Regions from separate parts of the Mus musculus genome. Here region 1 is linked to region 2. A link is a contact called in public Hi-C data. All regions are on one chromosome and are shown on one strand. The core of a region is the stretch at or near the end of the contact, and the rest is flanking DNA. Distances in the headings are between cores, read along the strand shown.

Region 1 (4,031 bases), core at 294-2,793, 150 kb before region 2:
ACACTTGAAACTCAGACAATGCTTTATTGTTTACAGGAAGGTCCATGTGCATTGTGCTTTATTCTTTCTAGGAGGTCTTGTTTGTGTTGGGTTTATTCCCCATAGCCTGGGATGTTGAATATTTATCATCTCTCTTTAAAACTCTTAAAACTGGAAGCCCATTTTCTCAGTCAACCAGCCCATCAATGGTTAAGGGAACCACAACTCACAACCCTGACCTCATATTCAGAACTTCTGCAGTTACTTCATTGTCTTACTGGTGAATCACAGAACTCATAAACCCCACAAAATTTAGGTGGATACTCTGTCACATTTAAAGCCCTCCCGTACCTGTTTTGAGTTGGGGGCCTGCACATTCATGTTCACTGTCAAGTGGACTTTCTGACATCTGTTGTGAGCTCAGTGTGATGGTCAGGAGGAATCTGGGGGCTCTTTATTCATTGATTTGAAGATTGACTCTTGGACCGAAGGCTAGAGAAACTGTGTGTATGTGTTCAGGGTCTTCTGTGTAATATTTACTAGGTGTTTACCCTCCTGGGTACTGCAGATATAACAGCGATTAAGATAGATTTGATGGCTTCACATAGAGAAAACGCTTAGGTTGGAGAGCAAAATTTGGTACATTGATGATAGGTGTGGTGGCTTCTGTCATCACGCATATTGAAGAATTGACACATTCTCCTCTTACTGGTGAGGAAACAGAATGATAAGATGAAATGATATGTGTTGTAGCACACAGGAAGTGATTTAATTTAGTTGCTTTGTTTTAATTTTGTTCTTTTGTTCTTGAGAAATAGTCTCATGTACCTGCCCTGGTCCCAGTCTCCTTATGTAGCTGAAGTTGGCACTGGTCCTCTTGTCTCCACCTCCCAAGTGCCGAGATAACAGTCATGTGCCACCACACCCAGATTAATCTCAGTTTTGACTGTAACTGCTCTTAGCAGCCTTTTTCTACAAGACAGGTAGCTAGATTTAATGCTAAGGAGAATCACACGGATGGATTGAGACAACAGTGTGTGTGTATGTGTGTGTGTGTGTGTGTGTGTGTGTGTGTGTGTGTGTGTGTGTGTGTGTGTGTGTGTGTGTATGAGTGTGTGGGTGTGTTATAGAACAAACTATACTATCCTGAGAAATCAGGAATCTGTGCCTCTGAGGATTTTCAAAACCAGGGCCTGGAGGCCAGGCCGAGGGCTTGCTGGTTAAGCAGGGAAACTAGAGTTTGCATTCCAGTACCTGCATAAAAACCTGGGCTATCACTCACACCCCCAGAGTAAAGACAGAAGGATTGCACAGCTGCCAGACTCATTGCCATTCATGAGCTCCAGGTTCACTGAGAAGCCCTATCTCAGAGGAACAAGGAAGAGACCAACAGAGCAGGACACTGAGTGCCCTCCCCTGGCCTGCACGTGTTCACGTGTAACTAGAGAGTGAATGTAGGGCCTTTCACATACCAGACAGGCACTCTGCTACAGAACGGTATCTCCCAGCTTTGCCCACTGTCCCTCAGCTCTGGTGCAGCATCAGTTTTAGGGAACACATCGACTCAAAGCCACAGATTTTGTAAAGAGACACTCCCTATGTTAGTCAGCTTCCCGTTGCTGACAAGACAGTTGAATGATCAACTTAAAAAGAGGAAGGAATTATATTTGACTGACTGTCGTGTCAGAAGTTTCAGTCTATGATAGTTGGGTCATGCTGCATTTGAGCCTATGGTGAGGTGGAATATCACGGCAGCAGTGAGTTACAGAGCATAGCTATCACAGCCAGGAAACAGAGACCTGAGGCAGTGTCCCAATATTTCTTCAATGTTATTCCCAATGACGTACCTTCTTGCTAGTAGGCCTGTCCTCCTATAGATTCTACACCTTCTAGGAGTGCTATAGCCTGGAAACCAGACCTTTACATTTGGGCCTTTGGGTATGTTTAAAACTTGCTGGTGCTGTGTTTTAGAAGGGTCTATGGAGATGCTGGGGAAGACATCGGCCACTGTAGAGCTATATGGAGCACTGTGCATTGGTTCGACTCCATCCTTCTATCTCCACAAGGAAGAGGTTAAGGGTTCTGGTCTACTCTAGTCTCAGCGCATAGTAGACCGTCAGTGCATATTTGTTCAATAAACAGAGCTAGTCTCCCTATTACCAGAGGCTGAGAACCTTTTTTTTTGTCACCTCAGTGATTTGTCAATGACCAGTGGACTTAGCCTGACTCCTTCAGAAATTGATGAAACTCTCAGTGTTTGGTAGGTCCAGACTGGCATGGAGAAAAGGCTCATTGATAAGGGATGAGACCTAATTTTAGAAGTAGAATAAAAAGGTGACCTATGTCAACTTGGATTCATGCCTACGTCTGAAGATTTACCATAAGGGATTAAAATGTCATGGAAGCCAATAAGAGAGATATAAGACCATGATAAGTGAACATTTACTGAACAACGTCCAGAGAATAAAAATGAAGGGAAATTCATGGTTTACAACCACCAGCTTCCTAGAAGAACATACACATTTGTCCAGTTCTCTGTTTTCCCAGTTTTCTTTTGCAGAGGAAGGTGACACAGGGGCTGGGCTCAGCTCTGAGCAGAGACAGGAGGATCATTTTCACTAACACATAGCGACAAAGAACCTTCAAATATTCAACAGCAGGGAGGGAAAGACTGTCAGTTCTGACTTCTCAGGGATGTGAGGCCTTTACTTCTCATTGCTTCGCCTTTCAATAACTGAGCAAGATAGGTTGTACATCCCTAATTTATAAGTTTAAAAGGTAAGGCTGGTGGAGTACCACGACCTTGGCCCATGTGACTGAGGTATTAGGCCCATGTTTATAGGAAGAGAACGGGCCAATACTCGGATCTGTCTACTCTAAAGCACACCTGTTGCATTTCATGTTGAAAAAAAATGCATGCTTTATGTCCATTGCGATGAGTTAGCTCTTTGCACTTTCTCTTTCTGAAGTCTTACCGGGTTTGTATTTGCTTGTGAGAGATGAGACAAGTGGCCATTGTACACAGCCAAACTGCTGTTCAGGGTGTCAATGAAATTGACATTTGTGGTTCTCATTCACAGTGACTCACTGCATTTGGGGCCATGTAACAATGGGCTCCGCTCACATACTTGCCTTATTTCAAATCAGTTGAAATGTTTATCCTCTATTCTCTGTTTATTCGTTTTAAAGATGATAAAACATGTGCGCGCATGCGCACCTGTGATGTGTGTGTGTGTGTGTGTGTGTGTGTGTGTGTGTGTGTGTGGTGTGTGTGTGTGTGTATAGAGGGTGTGCATGTGTGTTTAATGCTCTTCTTCTTGCTTCTTTTCAGACCCCCGTCAGAGGATGAAGGAATGGATATCCACTTCGAGGAGGGAGTGCTGAGTCCCAGTGCCGCAGACATGAGGCCCGGTGAGAGAAACGTCTGCTCATTTTACTCATGGCCTGCTCCGCGCAGACATTATTATTCAGTGAGAGGACCACATCCCGTGCATCTGCTTGTGATGTCAGTGACAAAAGTAAAGAGAGGGAGAAAATGTGTGAGAGAAAGGTGTCAGGCCTGGGTTGGTTAATTTAAGAGCTGACTTAAACATCTGTGTGCTCACAGTTATATGAGCCACAGCGTGTGATCTCCTGGGCCTGTCCTTATCTGCCTGTAATTGGCTGCCATTTATTACCAACTTACAGACTATGCCTATATTCAGTAACAGATATATAATTATATGGGTGATTAATATGGGAAATAGTTTAACAAGAATGCTCTGTGTCCTAACTGTAAAAAGCCAAACTGGAGCTGAAGGTGTATCTGTTATCTGTTCATCTAGCATTCACAGAGCCCAGTTTGAAACTCAGCATCACACACACACACCATCACCACCACCACCACTACCACCACCACCACCACCACTACCACCACCACCACCAACACCACCACCACCACCACCACCACCACTACCACCACCACCAACACCAACACCCAAAATTTTACTTTATAAGGGTTTAAATTCAAGGAAAAAATGAATTATAAACAAATAGGAGTTCTAACCTCTCAC
Region 2 (3,741 bases), core at 317-2,816:
GAGAGAGAGAAGAGAGGAGAGGAGAAGAGAGGGGAGGGAAGGGGAGGGGAGGAGAAGAGAGAGAGAGAGAATGAGAGAGAATGTGAGAGAGATTAAAGTAATAAAATGAAAATGAAAAAAGGTATGCCAGAGAACACCAGAATTCTAATCCAATTACTTTTGAAGAATGGTTTTCAGGGGTGTGAGGCCATTCCTCTGTATATTGTTTACTTCTTATTTTCTCTGTTGTAAAGCTGACCATTCTCTGTAATTGGTGAACTGAAAAGATTTTAAGTGACTCTTAAAATGAAAAAAACAATTAAACATAAGAGCCCTGAAAGCAGAAAGTTTGTCTGTGGGAGAGAGTTAATTATTTTACCCAGAACCCGTTTCTTTGGCATGCAGAGCTGGCTCGTATTTCATAGTGAGAGGAAGTGCAGGTCTCTGCAGACACAGGAGAAGCTCTATCAAAAGCTACCCTTTGTAAGAGAGATTTACAATGACAGCCACAGGCCTCATCGTCTCACATAACCTCCCAAAAAAGTAGAGGTCTACCCTCTGGCCAGCAGATGACCACAGAGGCCTGTGACCTAGGAGGCTTCACCAGCAGAACAAGACAGCATTCAGCCTTGCCCCTTTGTCTAGAAGCCCAAGCCCTGGACCCTTTGGTGAGATAGGCACCCAGTTCATCCATCTTACCCCTCTAGGCTTTGTAAGTGTTTAGTGAACTTTGTGTGTCCTTGGTGACTGTCTGCAAGTTCATCCCATAGACTGAGGTGTTGAAACCTTCAGCGGGAGGAGTACATTTTATTTCTTTATTCATTTTAATTTTCTGACATAGGCTCTATGTAACTGAGGCTGGCCTAGAACTCATTCTAGGCTGGTCTCGGTCATGCAATTTTCTGGCCTCACTATCTTAAGTCCCGGCAACCCTGGAAAAAGAATATATTTAACACTTTTCTATTTACTAATACCTCAGAAACTCAAAAGTAAATGGGAGACTACTATGATTAGTTACATACCAGCAAACTGGATAATCTAGAAGAAATGAACAAAGTTCAGAAACATACAGCCTATTAAAAACTGTGTAATGAAGAAACTGGAAGTCTGAATAGATGATTTGAGTAAAAAGATTGAATCAATCATCAAAAGTCTTGAGGCTCAGTGGACACTGGTGCCTTTATTCCCAGCACTCAGGAGGCAGAGGCAGGTGGATCTCTGAGTTTGAGGCCAGTCTAGTCTACATAATGAGATTTAAGCAGTCAATAGTACATAAGAGACCCCGAGTCAAGAAACGAGACACATACATACATACACATATATTAATTTTTATTTTCACTTTTTTAAAACGAGACAGAACTGGGATATAGCTTAGCTGGCATGGTGCTTACCTGGAATGCATAAGGCCCTTGGCTTAAACCCCAGCACTGCTTTAAAAAAGCAAACAAAGAAACAACAGAAAAAAAAAAAAAACTACAGTCCAACACGCCTGACTATTATTCTTCTAGTTTCATTTCTGTTATTGTGCTCAAACTCTCTTACAAAGAGCAACATAAGGAAATGAGGGCTTATGTGGCTTACAGTTTCACAGACCATGTCATTGTTGCAGAGAAGGGAAGCTGGGAACTCACACTCTCACAGTCAAGAGCGAGGGAGAACCATGCATGCCTCCTTGTCTGCTAGCTTGCTTTTGCTCAGCTCCACTTAGTAAACAGAAGAAATAATAAGAACGGGCAAGCTTGGGCAGACAGACTAATAACCAACGGATACTTGAAAGGGTGCTTGGTTTCACAAATTGTCAAGGAAGTACAAGTCACAAGTGACTACCAACACCAGCCAAATGATAAGTGTTGGTAACATCCTGGATGAAGGCGAGCGAGCTCTTCTATGTGTTTAGCAAGAGTCCAAGTCGACACCCCAATTATATAGAGAGCAGCATTATAGGATTCCTGAAAACTGAAGAATCCCAATTGGTGGGGAGCCATCAAAGAGACTGAAGTCTATCCTGCTGTAATTCACAGTTGAGATCTGTGAATGAGTGAGGGCCTTTCAAACTGTCCTTTGCTCCACTTAAAGGAGCACGCAGCCATTCCCTATCCCAGGGTTGTCCTTCTAGTCTGATGTATCCCTGAGTCCTTACCAACGAATCCTAAACTCCAGCAGTTGCAACTCTGCAGGCTTGCACTTGCTCGCAGAAACACAAGTGTCCCCCGGCCAGAAGCAATCCTCTCAGGATCAGAACTGAATTGCCCTACTCAAGACAAAGTGACTTATCCAATGCTAGACCAATCTCCAGAATAAGATCTGAAATCATATAACTTACCAGAACACTGTTCAACCAAGATTATTTGGCTGTGCAAAAGTCTGTCTCACTGCTCTTTCCTCCCATGGGAAATCCCGAAGCTTTATTAATATATAGAAGACACTGGTCCCTGTTACTGCCCACTCAGGCCATGCTGAATACATTCTTCTCTTCCTTTTTGGCCATTCTTCTCTCTCATTGTACTGTCAAAGTGGCGGGTAGCTATATTTGGTTTCTTAGGGCTCCACAAGTTATAAGTATGGCCAGGTAAATGGATGAGGTGAGGGTGACACTCTTCATCCCTGGGTGGGGAGGATGGGGAGAGGAGAGAAAGTGTGCTGTGGCAGCAGTGTGGATAAGCCAGAGGACACTCCGCAAAGGGAAAGAAGCCAGACACAGGACAAACAATTTCCCAGCCTCTTTGCAAGTACAATGTGAAGACAGCCTCATGAAAATAATAGAGAGTCGATTGTAGGAGCAGGAAAATGAAACAAAACAAAAACCATACAAACAAAAACCAGAGGGGATTTAGGTCTAAGGTACAAGTCACGAGTACAGAGTAACTCTGCTTACTACTATACGTGTGCTTCAAACTTACTAAAAGTAGACTTTTCTCTTTTTAAAAACTATATTGCTTGTTGTTTGTGTCACTGAGTATTTGGAGGTCAGAGGTTAACTTGGGAAAGTCAATTCTCAGTGGCCCTTAAGAGTAGATCTTCAGTGTTTTCGCCATACATACAAAGACAACTGTGAAATGTGATGAATACACTCATTAACTTGACTGTGGTAACTACTTAGCAGTGTGAGCATCTATCAAAACATCCTGCTATATACTTTAATCACATATAATTTTCGTTGGTCAATTATACCTCAACAGCCTGGAGGCAAGGTGCAAATCTCTCTTTTTGAACTACAAGTTTTTCTATAGGCCTACTCACCTCTTCTGGCCTCCAACCCTGATGTTGGTCTTTCCAGCAGGTTCCACCACCCCCTCACATTCCTTGGCAAATCCAGCAATTTGCTAAATCACTTAGAAACAGAAAGCCCAGCCCAGAAGGGCTCAGTTTAAGGCAAACCCCTATTCCCTTGCATTTCCTGGTCCTCTTGCTATTACTAACGAGTAAGGTAAACACAGGTTGTCCTGGATCTGGGTGCTTGAAACTTTCATGTTTTTTATGTAGGGATACCTACTTCTCAGTCTTCCTATGTTTTCATCAAGTCTTAAAAGAGGAACTATTCTCTCAATAGCTCCTAAACTCCTCTCTCCTTCCTGCCTATAAGACACCCTTCCAGGGTTAGGCAGGGCTTGGCAGGTCAAGTGCTGCTTCTGCTCACACATCCAGAGGACCTGAGTTTGCATCCAGTTAAAAACCAGGAACCCAGGAGTGCTGGGTGCAGACAGGAAGACACATAGGGCTAGCAGGCAAGGCTAACAAAACCAGCTAGCTTCAGGTCCAGCA

The links. A called contact is a pair of places that touch in the nucleus more often than the background predicts.
Region 1: a contact with region 2 is called in a Hi-C map of bone marrow-derived macrophages, with 30 read pairs. A contact is called at or near these places in 1 of 484 Hi-C or Micro-C datasets (bone marrow-derived macrophages) and 2 of 130 datasets of targeted methods (the HPC-7 cell line and kidney).

Annotation. Positions count from the first base shown.
Region 1 is chr19:17,164,953-17,168,983 of GRCm38.p6, forward strand. Prune2 (prune homolog 2) reads left to right here. Exons shown (of 20, transcript NM_181348.4): 10 at 3,311-3,390. Among named protein-coding and RNA genes, the nearest start is that of Gcnt1, 190 kb to the right of the region's middle.
Region 2 is chr19:17,318,410-17,322,150 of GRCm38.p6, forward strand. No RefSeq gene overlaps it. Among named protein-coding and RNA genes, the nearest start is that of Gcnt1, 36 kb to the right of the region's middle.